Linked DNA regions of Anser cygnoides: region 2 is linked to region 1. The links are chromatin contacts, called in public Hi-C maps. All regions are on one chromosome and are shown on one strand. Each heading gives the region's core, a stretch centred on a gene start, on an enhancer-like site or on the middle of the called end of the contact. The rest is flanking DNA. Distances are from core to core; before and after follow the strand shown. Region 1 holds the start of ACBD5 (acyl-CoA binding domain containing 5). Region 2 overlaps ABI1 (abl interactor 1).

The links. Hi-C and Micro-C count contacts between places; a contact is called where the count stands out from the background.
Region 2: a contact with region 1 is called in a Hi-C map of liver, with 4 times the contacts expected there. The contact joins the enhancer-like site here to the promoter of ACBD5 in region 1. A contact is called at or near these places in 2 of 7 Hi-C or Micro-C datasets (both in liver).

Annotation. Positions count from the first base shown.
Region 1 is chr2:17,861,662-17,869,106 of Taihu_goose_T2T_genome, forward strand. It overlaps ACBD5 (acyl-CoA binding domain containing 5), which reads right to left and starts at 5,222. Exons shown (of 14, transcript XM_048048473.2): 1 at 5,093-5,222; 2 at 4,743-4,895; 3 at 3,588-3,708; 4 at 2,228-2,300. The coding sequence starts at 4,818.
Region 2 is chr2:17,893,860-17,901,277 of Taihu_goose_T2T_genome, forward strand. The region is part of intron 1 of ABI1 (abl interactor 1); the gene reads left to right. Among named protein-coding and RNA genes, the nearest start is that of ABI1, 10 kb to the left of the region's middle. Within about 2 kb of position 5,817, at least 2 of the 3 cell types and tissues checked have open chromatin away from gene starts, as enhancers often do. A contact at or near this core is called in liver, where this site is marked.

The sequences.
Region 1 (7,445 bases), core at 3,972-6,471:
TTGGATGTCAGACAAATCATAAGAAGATCCTTTTTTCAAATTAAAAACACTGTAAGTTAATGTTTTATGCTAAGGTACTTCTCATTAATATGGTAATATTAATATTAAATATTAATACAATAATGAGGTTAAATATTATATGGTGCTATTTATATTTATTTATTAATATCATTTTATTAATATTAAAACAAGTTGAGATGTAAATAAATTTGTCTAAACAGTATTTTGCAACATAAACTTTCAGAAACGTGACTTGGAAGAGATATTTGCCTTAAACTGTACCTGAGCTCAGATTCATCTTCGCAAGGCCTAAGACAAGTTAGGTCATTGCCTACCAACACCTGGAAATCTCACCCAGACCCTTCTCAACAGCTGCAATTTTCAATGCTACCACATGAGGGGAGGGAACAAGTCTACAATAACGTTCAACTTGCAAATGCGTCGGCTGATACATGCATAGCTCTAACTTAAGAGCTAGGGTTATACTCCAAGGTGGTGGAGAGGGGAGAAATATCAATCACACCCTTACACACAGCTCTGTTACATCAAGATACAAACGTCACCTGTGCAGCAACAGCCAAACGCCCACAGCACCACCACAGAGATTAGTGCAGTATGTGCTGATAGAACAACCCAGCGGATCCGTGTGAAATGCACTCCTATTGACATTTCAAGTAGAACCAACTGGGTCGGAAAAGCTGAAGCTAGGATTTCAAATGCGAGGGCTGAAGCTGCAGTAATGCAGAGTAAACAGCTCCCCAGTTTCAAAGCTGTGTGAGGCAAGAAGTCATTTGCTCTCCAATCTTTGCACGTAATCCGTACAGAGGCAGAATATTTGTGCTTCATTAGGGTCAAGTAAGCAGACTTCCTCACAGGAGACTTAACTAAGCCTTTTTTGGAACACACTGCACAACTTCATTTAATTTTAGCATCCTGATGGAACTAACTACTGCACTGAAATGAGCGGGTACTCTACTGAAATATTAATACATTTTGAAACTGAGATTTGAAAGGGAGAGACAAATCTTATGGTCTGCATTCAAAACAAGTTACAATTTGGTGGGGATTTAAAAAAAAAAAACATGAACATTTGGCCTCTTGCGTTTTTTGGATTATTTTTTTTTTAATTTTAAAGCATAAACAGTAGTGTCAGCAGGAACAGAATAAACAAAATTACAGACAAAACAAAGTAGTTGAATTCCAGCTCTTCACCAAGTAAAGGTTTTTTACTGTACCAATCATTAAACATGTTAAGTATTCAAGTAAACTTTTAGGAATGTTAAGATAATGGCCTAGGAGAAAAGCAAGCGTATTCAGGGTACAAGTTAGATTTTCCTCTCCTTGATGCTAACCTCATTATAATAAGTTACAGATATACCTTCATCCAGAAGGACAGAAAAAATAATCTTTAAACTGGGCAGGCTACTTAAAAGAGCTAGTGCAAAGGACTGCAGTGAGAAGGGTTAGATAATAAAAGAAAAGAAACCTTAATTCTGAACATTTACTTTAGTTAATGCTTTAATACAGGCTTAATAAAGTAACTATGGATGTTTAGTTACAAGTTACGCATCTATTTTAGACAAGTTACGCATCTATTCAAACAAAACAAATCACTCAATTATAAGTGCCAGCCGCAAAATGTAATATACAAGAAATATTTTCACCACATGAAAAGAAAACTCAGGCTGCTGAGTTATTCCTGAAAAAAAGTCAAAGACAATTAAGTTTACATATTTGATTATCATCTCATCTCTCCAGTCATGAGAGTGACGTTCTTGTTGACAAATTACTTTTGGAGTCTTCCCACCCCAACACCTCCCCACCCCCAAGATAAGGACCCCTTACCTCTCTCAGCTTGGAGAACTGAGGCAGTCTTCAGTAAATCCAGCTTATCTTTTGTTGCACATTAAATTCCTCTGTTTTCTCCACAGCCCCCTTTTACCATGTTTTCAGTACTTCTTTAGATCTATCATTTATGCTTCAGATCAACTAGAACTCATGGTTTTCTAAAAACATGCCAAATTCAATAGGAATTGAATTGGAGGAAACTACATAAATTTTATTTGCCCAACAGGCCAAACAGCATAGCACTGAAGTGTAACAGCTCCTATAGAGAATAATTCTTTTGGAGCTCTGACAGTATTCAGTGAGAATCTCCTCACATTCCCAAGTGTATTTCATGGAACATTTGTTCTATGAGATACCTTCTATTCATTAATTTATTTACCTTTTTCATTTCTTCAACGTAGGCTATCATGGCTTCTTCTTTGGACATGTCTCCCAGAGCACTCCAAGCATCCCTAAGAAACAAAGTCACACACATCTTCAGAATCTGCAAGGCCCATGGGATTTTTTTCAGCCCAGCCCTAAGTAGGTCAGTTATATAATACGTGAAGTTTCGCTAATACAAATAAAAGGCAACAACAATTTGCAACTTTTTAGAAAGTCCAAATATATAATTTGCTACAATAATTAAACAGTGGGACATCAATAAAGAAGCAACAAAATGAACAGCCTGGGGACTAAACAGTTCCTCACTGGTCAACTATGATCTTGTACCCAGTAAGCTGTTTACAAGCCCAGACATTATGAAAGACACATATTTCCCTTCTGATTGACTTAAGGCCCTCTACTACAAAGTAAAGCAGGCCTAAATATTTAGTGACAGCTGTTTGTAAAGTGCCAGCTAAGTTATAACAGGATACAAGAAAAATGGTTAGCAGCAGGGGAAAGATGCACGTGTCTAATAGGCAAGTAGTTTAATTGCTGCCCCCAGTTACCACCATTGCTACCCATGACCTAGAAAATACCCATCTCTCCAGTTTTGCAAGACAAAAAACTCCAATGAAAGTTTTTTTTTTTTTTTAGCATTGCAGAAAGAATCTGTCAAAATACAGGCTGGAATAAAACATTCCCTTACCCACTCTTGCACTTGATTTGACACTGCCCCTACCTCTTGCCAGAGTATTTGTCCCACTTACAGCAATACCCCAAGGCTGGTGGCTCACATTTGAACTACAAACAGCCGACCATATAGACAGCAGTAATACTCGCTCTTCAGGACAAAATGATTATAAAAACTTAATAAGAAAAGTCTTGATATGGGTTTTCAAACAGATCTCAGTAGTCTCACAAATCAGAAGTCTTCCCAGCACAAGGAGAATACTGACAGTGGTAAGTTCTGCCATCGGGCAGACAAACCAGAAAGACACACACTAGACCTCTCTTCAAGAGCTTGAAGCTGTATTCATCATGTCTTTCAATGAGCACCTATTTACTTCTTGTGTTATCTTGTATGATGTGAGCATTAAGGAAGAATTCCAGACACTATTCCACATCACACACCCTGCAGAGCACCTACAGTTTTGTTCTGTGGTGTGGGATAAACACTGCAAAGATACCATGATAGTGTCTGTCCAAAAAAATAAATCACCTGAGCTAGAAAGTTGGAGCACAAGGAAGAAAATAAATTGAAGCATCAAAGATTAAGAAAAAGAAATAAACTCACTAATATCTTCCTCCAACAACCACTCTTCTAAACATCTCCACTCAAAGCATAAAAAAAAAAAAAAAACATGAAAAGTTACCATTTATATCTACCAATTGGATCCCAAAATCCAGGTCTTGGAATGTTACAGGGTCCTTGTGTTGCCTGCTTATAAAAGCTATAGAACTTCAGCATCATTTCGTTTGTTGGCTGGAATGAACCTAGTGAAAGCATTTTAAAATACAATTAAATCGTAGTCAAGATTATTAACAAGTATCTCACAAGGTTAGTATTTCTGCCTGAAGATAGCCTGCAGTTTGTTACAGCCTGATTCACAGCAGTACAGTTGGAGTCAGGGAAAAACACCTTCAGCTAGCTGGAGTCAGCCCCACTGACAATATTTACTTTACAGAGAGCACACGCTTCAGATCAAATTGAAGGGACTATAACCTTTACAACTGCTAACGTCAGAATCCACAATTAGCAAAAGAGTAATAAGTAACAAAGAGCAAGCCTCCTTTCACTTAGTTTAAAGGGACAGATTCAGCTTGGAGTAAACACAGTATGTCACAAGCCATTTTGATGTTACAAGCAGTAACTTACTGAAAGGCTACAGAATTTAAAAAAAGGCACTTTTTAGTTGTTTATTTCGATATTTGACAGGACTTTCAATAACAGTTTGACTGTTCCTCCTGGTTTTGTTTTCTCTCCTTCGTGAAGCAAACACTTGTAGAGACAGGAAATGTAAACACAGAGCTGCAATAATTGGCAGAGGAGATTCACACCTACTCCGCTGGGTTAATTATTTCGAGGTTGGATTCCAGTCATTAGGGGCTGCTTACAGTGACCTTTATCTTGGTACCCCAACAAACCCGGTTTTACAGAAATACTTATTTTACAGAAATAAGTAATGATGCAATTAGTGATTTATTTTTTTTTTTAGAATTATTAATGAAAGGATAAGAGCTGGTTCTTCACTCTACCGCTTCACTAACTTTGAACAGGGGGAACTGATGACAACCCCGAAGCCGTCAAAGCAACTTTAGGATTTAAGCAGGCGAAGGCCCCTCCCGCAGGGAGCTGAGGACCCCTCCTTCAGGAGGAACTTTTGGGGCGAGCTCGGGAGCCCCAAACCCGCGTTTCTCCAGGCAGGGGGGGAGCGATAAGAGCAGGGCCACCTCCTGCTGACCCCCAGCGCCCCGTCCCGTCCCCCCCGGTGCCAGCGAGGCCCCGGCCGCCCCCAGGCCGCTCTCACCGTTTTTGGGCAGGCTCTGGATCACCTTCACGGCCGCCTCGAACCTGGTGGCGTGCACCGAGCCGGTCTCCGCCATCTCCCCGTCCCGTTCCCGACCGCCTGCCTCCTCCTCCTGCTGCTGCTGCCGCTGCTCAGCCTCCTTCGCCGGGCCGCCTGCAGCACGGGAGAGGGGCAGGGAGGCTCCGGGCCCTGCGCCGCCACCCCACCGCCCCCCGGCGGCAGCGGGACGGGGTGCCCGGCCCGGCCCGGCCCGGCCCGGCCCGGCCCTCCCCTGCCCCGCTCCCCTCGGTCTGGGCGCAGCTCAGCCCACCCGCGGCCCGGCCCAGCCTGGCCCCGCAGCCCACCCCTACCTCCCTGCCGGCCTCAGGCGCCCATGTTACGCCTTCCCCTCCCTTCGCACCGCCCCGAGGCCTCCAGGGGGCTCGCTGGGAAACGTAGTCCGCGGCCTCCCCGCTCCCTGCTCGGCCCTTTCCTTCCTCCTCACGCCGGGGCTGAGGATCAGCGCCCGGGCGGCCTCCGAGGGATGCCTCCGGCGGAGCCCCGGGGCCTGAGGCGTTGGGTCTTAGCCTAGTTGAAGGGCTGCCCCTCAGGAGACTGTTTTCTCCTTTATTTTTACCTCAATTAGGTTTATTTTTCACTCGTTTCTTTATCCTCTCTTCCTACCCTTTCTCTTCCTTGCTTGTTACATTATACTAAGATTTCAAAAGGTGCCATGCCCCTGTTGTACAGCACTGACCCAGTACCCAGTATCGTCCCCAGTATCTTCAGGAGATTCCTGAAGATAGGAATTGCAAACAGGATTCCCCACCGCCGTGGCACTGCTTTGCTGCGTCCCCCCTCTCCTCACAGCTGCCCTCTCACCCACACCTGCTCCCACATAATCCACCTAAGTGTGAATTCACTCTAGCCACATATTTATTGTTATTATTTAATAGCAGTAATGACTCCTATTTACATTAAAATTTTAGGAATGGGATTTTAAAAACCTAGAACCCTGGAAATAACTATTGCCATGGCATTCAGAGATGAGGGTGAATGCCATTTCAGCGCTCAGTAGCTAAATAAATGAATGGCCTCATTCAGAAGTGCTGTGCATCCAGCGCATGAAATCAGACAAAAGTATGCTAAAACTACTTTGTAGCAAGTGGAATAATTTACCCAGTGAGCCTCAGGATGAATTAATAGCCCCTTTAGATGGAATTGAGTACAAAATCTTGGCATTCAAGTCAGTTCATTTATCTGGTACACAACATATATTTTAAATTCCTCTTAAGGCAGTTGTGTACTCACAGTATATGCCCTCTGGTGGGAAAGAAAAGCTCCACAGAGAGGGAATTACAGCAGATCAGACTGTGCTCTGCTGAGCTAGTGCATTCCACAAGGTCAGCAGCCAGCTGGCCCGGGAGAGCTTTACTGGCGAGAAGCTTACGCTTCCAGAGGTGTTCAAATAGGATTCCCCACACTGGGTAAATGACAAACCCATGTTATGAACATCGCCGCAGCACTCATATGAATGTTACAGATGAATTTCCCTGAATTTTTCAAGTGCTAGATTTCTGAAGCCCTTGTGAGCTTTATACTAAGATCCATCTTCTTTATATCCATGAAGGTAGGAATGACAGAAGCTCAGATCAAAGGGAAGTGTTTGTTTGAAGATAAGTGGGTCCCTGTATAAATATGGATTTTTTGAAAATGCAAAGAGTTAATTGCAAAATAAATAAATAAATAAATACATGGCCTCTTGTGAGGCCAGCTGGTGTATAAATTCTATTTACCTAAGAAAATCTATAATGACATTTGCCATTTAATTGTTTTAAGAGAGATGAAGTCTGCATTTTTATAACGAATGTTCCCAGTCTTTCACTGGAAGTAAGCTTTAAAAGAGATGCAAATGACAACCTATTTAATGGCTGTGTGCAAAAACAGAAGCTGCCATCTTTGCACCGAAGATGTGTGAGAGTGTGAGATCTGCAGATCTAGAATGAGGCACTTGAAAATGAAGTAACCCAAAATAATCAGTACCATCACGCTCTGAGACAAGGATGAAATAGTAAATGAGAGGCAAATTATAAGCGCTGGTGAGCCTGCGAGAATATATCACAAACGACTAGTTAATTTAAATGCTCATACATAATACTAATCAGCATGCCATTAGCTGTCCTTATATATGCATATTGCATTCTCATTGTATTGACTTCCATGTAGGGTTAATACAGGTAATAAAGGAGAGCCTCTCATCTCTTGCAGACAGCGAGGAACAAATCTGGAACTTTTTCTTGGGCCAAGGATCTAGACTCCATTATTGTGGGAACAGCATTATAAGATGTTCCTCTGTTGTCTGCTGGGTACTTATTGGGAATGACCTAAAGTTTGTAAGATCTACTTATAATCTATGTGTTGAAGTGGATTGTGTTTCTGTCACTCTGCAAAAGTGGCCTCCAAAACAGTCATAAGTATGACCATCTTTTTTTTTTTAATTATTATTTTTTATTTTTGATCCAGTATATGAGAAGCTAAACGCTGGGAACTGTGATAGAAAGACTGACCAGAGATGCCCATCATTTGAGGTGTGAGAGGAGAAACCAGAGTACTCTGCTACCAGCGTGGTTTGGCAGTGAGCGTTATGTGTGACACTTGACATGTCTGTATACCTTCCTATCCTCACCCTTCTCTTCAGCTGGTGTTTCACAGACTGTTCAAGGA
Region 2 (7,418 bases), core at 4,567-7,066, 33 kb after region 1:
ACTTCCCAATATCTTTGTGTAGTATTTCGAACTGCCTTCACTTCCCAGAAGCATAAATAGAGGCATAGAGTTCATAACCAACTCATGGAAGGTCGTGTAGGGACGTGCTGTCAGATTTGGGAACAGACCCTGATTGTTGGGACGTGCAGTGCCGCGCACGAAGGCTCCCCCCCGCCTCCCTTCCGGATGGCCTCCGTTAGGCTACAGAGCAGCAGAGAGTGCGTGTTTCCAGAAACAGGGACGCGGTGTCCAGAGACGGAGCAATGAATCCCTTGGGGAAACATGCACCTGAAACTGTCGTTAAATTCATTAGGAGCAATTCCTTTCGGAGCTTGGCTTATCTGTTCTTACAAGAACCTTTTGATGCTGGTTTTCAGTCCCGTAAACTTCTGCAGTTACGTGGTGCTCACGGCGCTGCCTGACTGCTGGTGGGCATTGCTGTCTTGGCAGAGGATCTAGAAGATGTCGCTCTTCTTTCCCGTTAGTGAAAGCAGTCTGTGCTTGACAGCTCTGAAATCTTATTTATCCGCAGAGCAGCGGGGTGGTAGCTGTGCAGGCAGCGTCAGCGCCGATGTAGTGAGACATCCTTGAGGGATAAGAGGGTATCTTGCTCTCTCGGTGCCTGTGCTCGGTCCTTAATTAGTGACTGGGAGTCGAAGGGCCGTGGTGTGGTTTTTATTTGTTGTTACCCGGTAGGAAATGACTCGTGGGCCCCCAGTTACTCAGTGCCCAGGCTTGTTTGTAATTATCGAGTGGGCTGGCTACGAGGTGCAGCCTTCTCGCTCCCTTTAGCACTGGTGTTAGTGCGAGGCCGTTCCATTCCCCTCGCCTGCCAAATCCGAGCACCGGTGTCGGAGACGGGTGGGCTCGGTCCCAGGGATCCTCCCTTCCCTCCACCCCGCAGAAAAGGGAAGTAACCGCTGCGTTTGTAGTGGTAGATAGGGTGCCTCAGCACGGTTCCTCCCTCTTCCTGACCTCGCCGGCGGGGCAGCAGCTGCAGACAGACAGACGTGGTGTCTCACATGCGTTGTACAAACAGCCCCTTGCAGCTCAAAACTTGCACGGGGCGCTTGGAGGCCAAAACCAGGGTGCTGTGTGAAATAGGTCATGGTGTGCTCCTGTAAGCAAGGTGGCATCAGCAGGTGCCTTTCCCCCTTTGCCTCCAGCCTGGCAGACCCCCTTCTGCCTCAAACATTTCATCTCCTTAGTGCCTGGTAGCAAAATAAAAATACAGGGCTTCTGCCAGGTGGGTTCTTCAAGGAATCCATTTATTGCTGAAAGTCAAAGCTTCTCTTCCTGGTGTTAGAGGGAATGCATTTTTTTTCCGAGGGTTAATAAGAATGTAAGTGCCACCTCTGCTTGATGCTATGCAAATGCTGTTACTCATTGCTTATGCAAGCCCTTAATGCTGGTAACAGCAGCCATGTAAGAAGGCTTCCTTGCAGAGAGTGGATTTGTTATTCAGATGCAGATGTTTTATAAAGGGGGGGGGACCTCCTACAAGAGAATTTCAACTAAGAAATGCGAGGGCAACATTTTGAGATATAACTTGTACGATTCAGCACTCTGTGTTAACGTGAGATGAAATTGCTATCCAACCTGTCAGTTAAGCTCACAAAACAGATTAGTTTTACTCTGAAAAAGATTGACCATTTACACGGTGACTTTATTTTTAATAACATTTTTTTCTGAGATTCCAGATAAAATGTTTTCCATTAGTAACCGCTGGGTCTGGCAAACTGAAAAAGGATCTGAAAATTAAAAGTTCTGCTGGTTTGGCCTTCTCCTCTGATAAAGTCACATCACAGCTGCTGCAGGAGATGTGTGCCTTGTTGCATCTTCTGACACAGTGGAATATGCTAAAAGAAGAGTAAAGGTGGTCTCTTCTGGGGGCTAGGGCACAACTGTTGCCCCGAGCAGGGCTGTTGCTTACCTTACGCTTTGTTTTTGCATGCGGATTACTTGCCTTCACTAGGTCTTACGTTAAAATAGCAGATATATTTGTGACACTGTCTTCCCTCCCTCTTCCTTCCTCCTTCTCCAAAAAGCCTCAAGCCACCAACTACGCGTTCTCCTCGTACAGCAGAAGGTTAAGAGCAGGCATGCTGCTTCGTGCGCAAGGAGGTTTTGGCAGCGTGGTGATGAGCAGTTAAAGAACTCGTGGAGAAGAGACTTGGAATTGCTTTCCTAATTTTATTGTAACCTCTGAGACAGACAGGAGTAAAACGTGGTGCTGCTAGGACTTTTCTTAAGAAAGCAGGAAGGTTTCTTGGTACTTGGATAGAAGAGGCTTACTAATGCAGATGCTGATTTGATATCTCTAGAGTTGAATGAAACGTTCTTATGGGGTAGTCTTAAGGTTATAAATAGTTCCAAGGAAAAATAGCTTGTTTACTAGAATTGTAACAATTCTTTGATTTCCTTGGGAAAAAACCTGTTGTGTCAACTCTTCTGGCTACTTTTATGCCAGTACTTCACAAGATAATGCTTTTTCTAAGCTATACTTTATCAGGCAAGTGTGTTTTTTCTTCTCTCCAGCTAATCTGTCATAAGATGCATATCTTCACTTTCATTGTCTGATCTCCTTGTACTGGGGGGGGGGGGTCAGCAAATCTGCCAACCAGTATTTGTCCTGTGGCAATCATTGTCAGTTGAGCATCTTGCTTGACTTTATTGTAGCAGGTGTGCTGTAAATGAGTACTTGAACTGTGGTCCCAATGCAACAACTCCATGATTTCTGGCGCCTCAGATAAGAGAACCTCTGAGACAAGAGGACAAGTTGTCCAGGCAGTTGCATCAGACTACTGCAATAATGTCGACATAGTTGCAGATTGCCATGCCATGGCTTGTCTTCTCACGTCCCTGCAGCAAGTAGTGTTAGTCACTATTGCATTGCTAAAAGTTACCAGTGACAACATTTCTTTCTTTCCAGGTGCTTCTGCTAGGCTCTGATCTGAGTGTGAATTTGCTGATTTTTCTCTCCCTGTTAAAGTCTGTTGTCTGTTTGCTGCAGGCGGTTTCCTAGATCTGTTGTCTGACTCTTCTCCTGCTGCCAAACGCTGTGGACTTTCTGTTTCGCTGCCATTAATGCCAAGTGCTCTCATCACAGCTTCTGCCTCTGAAACAGACGGTTTCTCTCGCGCTTGCTCTCTACCTCATTGACTTTCAGTCTCATTTCAGATCTCATCTGAAAACCTCTTCTCCCTTGCCTGTTTCTTGTAATTAATCTTTCTATTATTTAGTTGCATATTTTACTGTTACAGTTTAAATTATGCAGCTATTTTTCATGATGCCTTTCAGACAGCTTCCAGCAGCATGGGATTGAATAGTAGCTCATCTCCTAAAACTGCAGTTACTGAAGGCGTTTATATACGCTTCTCTTTTAGATTATTGGCATGAAGTTTGGACTAAAGCTTTGGCTCTGAAGTGGTCTGTAGCCACCTGGGGATGTGAGGATGAGTAGGGTACAGAGAAACAGAAGGCAGCTCAGGAGATGCTGTGAGCACTGAGACTTAATGTGATTCTGTCTTACTAGGAAACCTCTTAGGGGGCCTCTCAAATATATACAGCCAGGCCTTTCATTTGTAAGAAATCTGTCTTGTTTAGGAAGCTGGTCCCTTTGTTATTGTGAGACCGAAGGGTAGAGAGGACTAAAACCTTTCTGGTTGGAGGCTTTGGATCCTGTAACACCGAGGGAAAGCTGGTGATGTCGGGGGTGGTATTCTTTTAGCACACATTAGTAGGTTTGTATTGATAAAGCGGGGTTGGACCTAATCCTGAAGGGTTTTTATAAAAAGGATTACAGCCTTCAGGGTTCCCCCGTGAGTCCTTGTGGCGAGTGGCTTGGATGATGCTTCAACCAAGGTCCAGGGAGTATCAGACTAACAAATAGAGGTATGATGGATCAATGCACTTACGTTGGCAAGATCCTTGGAGACCTGGCTGGAAATCGGCTTTTGATTTTTCTGGCTGACTTGCAGGATTTCTAAATCTCTGGGAGGAGCTATTGTTTCTGTGATGCAAACTCCTGGCTTCAGCTGCATTAGATAAAAATGTGTGTCTGGTTTGGAAGTGCTTGGCTCTGGAAGGGCTCTCTGAAATACCGTGGGTGTGTTTCCTGCTGCAGCATACCGTATGTTCTCGCAGCACTGAAATGATCTGGTTGCTGCAGTAGTCCTGAGACTTGTCTGGGAGCATTGCAAGAACATGCTGTTTTAAATGGCAACAGATTTTTTTTTCCTATCTAATTCTTAAGACGTCTTTCGCTTCGAGTGTTGGGGAAAACTGTTGTTGCCATAGCTGTAATTGAAGCTTGGGCTCGTACAATGCCTCTTACTTGGTGAGAAGTCTTGTGTTGTTTGAAAAGTGGCTGTGTCATTTCTAGACGTGTATTACATTCCTCTTTGGCAGTCTGTCTTTTAAACTGCTGGAGAAGAATAGCAATCAATGGAAAGCTTTCTGGCGCACGGTCCCTCTTGGAAACCTCCTGCCCATGAACAAGACCTGTAGAATCGGCTCCTGTCAATACGACGCGGTGAATATTGACTGCTCAGAGACTGAGAGAGGTATCTGTTGCGACTGAGAGAGAGGCTCGATAACTGGGGAGCGCTGAGCCAAGTAAACCAGTTGCTGCTCCTCTGCCGGGGAGAGAAAAGTTGCTGGTTTTGGTCCTGAATGGGGAAGGCGGGGAAGCTCGAGCACGTTGTGGAGAAGGCTTAAGAGTTGATAAAGAACAATCTGTGGTGAATAATAAATAAAAAATAGGAATGGTTGGAAGGGGCTTGAGCAGCTCTGCAAGTTTCTGACAGGAATAAGGCACAGGAGGAATAGAGGAGCACATGTAACCCTCTGGTGTGGGCCCCTGCTCAGCCGCTCCATCTTGCGAGCTGCGACATGGCAGACAGCATTAAAAGCAAATAGCCCTACTAGTTGCTTGCTGCCTACCTCAGACAGCTAGAAAGGTAGCTTTGCTTTTAATCTGGATGACTTTAAGGGGTTACTTCCCCACCGGTGGGAGTGGGGGAGCGTGAACTGAAGCAGGTACGTGGTGGCTGTACGACATCCCGCTAGGCCCGGGGGACTGCGTGTGGGGAAGGCCGTGAGTCACGCTCGGCAGTCTCAGGAAGCAGGAGGCTTTTTAAAGTCGGCCTTGGAGGGGAAGAGGTGTTTAATGGAGCAGTTACGAAGGAGTTATGCAAATAGAGGGCATAAATAATGAGCAGGAGATACTCATTTAGCTTCTTGCCTCCTCAGAAAATGACTAAATGCAAACTAACTGCTGCGAAAGTTAAGAAAAATGCACCATTAAGTGTAATGGGTGCAAAAATGTGGCAGTTCAGATTGATAAGAAAATTCTCCTATTGTGGTTAGGAAAACATGCTTTCTGGTTGTTGAACAGAAAAGTGTTTTTCAGTTTCCTTTCGAGATTGACAAGGTGGGAAGCTGAAAAGCAGTTTTTCTTCTAAGAGCTAACCGGCTCTTAGGTTGGGAGGGGAGGTGGTAAAAGGAGCAGTCTCCAGCTTTGCTGTAGGTGTATCTTAGCTTTGGTTTGGACTTATCTTCTGTGTTTAAGCTGTAGTTTTATAAAAGTCTTTCTTCTTCTATCCCCCTACTTATGCAGCATTTTATTTGCATGTAAATACTGTAAATTCTTAGGTAAACTTGAGTGCGTGTTTATAGCGCACAACTTTTTTTTTGCTGCTTACTGTTTTAAATTAACCAGTTTCAAACAGGGCTTACGAAATGTAATTGTCTCAGCCCTGGCCTTGCTTGCGTTTGCTCAGATCATAGCTAGCTGCCAGGAGATAAGATCCCTGCTAAGCCTTGCCAGCAGATCTGAGAGGCACAGAACTTGCTTGGAGTGCTTCCTCCTCAGGTCACGGCAGGGTGGCTGTGGCCGATGTTCCTCTTGTGGAAGGACTGCTGCTCGCTACACAGCTCCTTGGCGCTGGTAACGAGGCTGCTCATCCGTCAAGCTGATCACAGGCTAGGTAGTAGTGAGAAGGCCTCGTGGCTCTGCCTACCACAGGCCGTGAAACAAAACGGTCCTGGGGTTGTGATACTGCTGTGGGGGGACTGGGAGCCGTGGGGATGGGACGCTTCTCCTGCATCTGGCTGCGTGGAAGTGCGAGCTCTGCTGTCTGTCTGGCCGTCTGCACCTTCTGCAGCAGCCTCAAGCAGCTGCCCTCCGCATCGTGTGTGAAGGCGTTGTCTTAAAAAAAAATAGTGTGAAGCCTCTATGACTTCAGCATGGATTCAAAAACTGTGCTATAGTTGCATCTGCCAGAGGCATTGCAGCTGTATCTGTAGGAAAACTTCCTTTCTTGAGTACTCCTGTGTTAACTAGCACCACGGCACTGTTCTTTCCAATTTGGACTTGAAACAAAAACCCTCCCATATGCGTGTGTGTGTGTATATATATATATATACACACACACACACACCTCGCCTGATGTTGATATTTTATTTCCTATTGAAGAGCTTACTTTCTAAGCTCTTTTTGTTGTTTTTTCTAATTTTTATATGTTGCTGAATGTGAAGATTACCACGTTCACTTTTATTTTGTAGTTACGTGCTGGCCTATTCACTTTGTTCTTGGGAAAGAAATAGTGGTATACAACTGACTCTCCATTCCTCTCCCTCTCCTCCTCTCTATTCTCCTGAGCCATCTGTTTTGTTCTGTTGTGTTTTTTTTGACAAGTTAAATTCCTGCTTGCTGCAATTGAAACAACCCAGTGTTCAAATGAGCTTATATGTGTAAGGTTTTGGAATGCTGTTGCTAACCATAGACTCAAATTTTAGTATTATAGGAAATAATTCCTCAAATAGAGGCTGGATGTAACGTGCTTACAAGTGCTGTCAGATAAAAAGTGTACAGTCAGGCCCAGGCTGCACAGAAGCCTAAGGAATATTAACAGCTGTTTGTGTTTCTTTTATTTCCCCTTGCGCATGTAAGTTGTGCATGCTAAATAAAAATTTAAAAAATCAGTCCTTGTATTGCAGTCCATTTCTTTATTACCCTGAGATCACTGCATGCTATGAGTGTATGTGTTATGCTGGGAAGCAAGCTACTGCAAAACTGGGAGGATCCGCTGGTTTGTGGTCTAAGGATGTTGTATCAGTGCTGAGATGTGCAAGCCCTCGGATGGCTTCCTGCTGGAGAGAGTATACCGATTTCTCAAAATGCTAAGTGATAAGCAGCAGCTCTGTGCTATGTGGACTCGCTTCTGTAGTGCCATAACCAAGAGGTATCTCTTCAGTAAAGAGCCCCTTAGATCTGAGAGTCATTGTTACCGCTTTCAGATTTCTTTCCAACCCCCAAAATGTGTTGAATCTCTTGGTTTTGGGCATGCTCCTAATCTCTCTGAGAGAGAAGAGATGTAGAAGTGTCTCGGGAGGAGAAAGGAGGTGTCTGAACT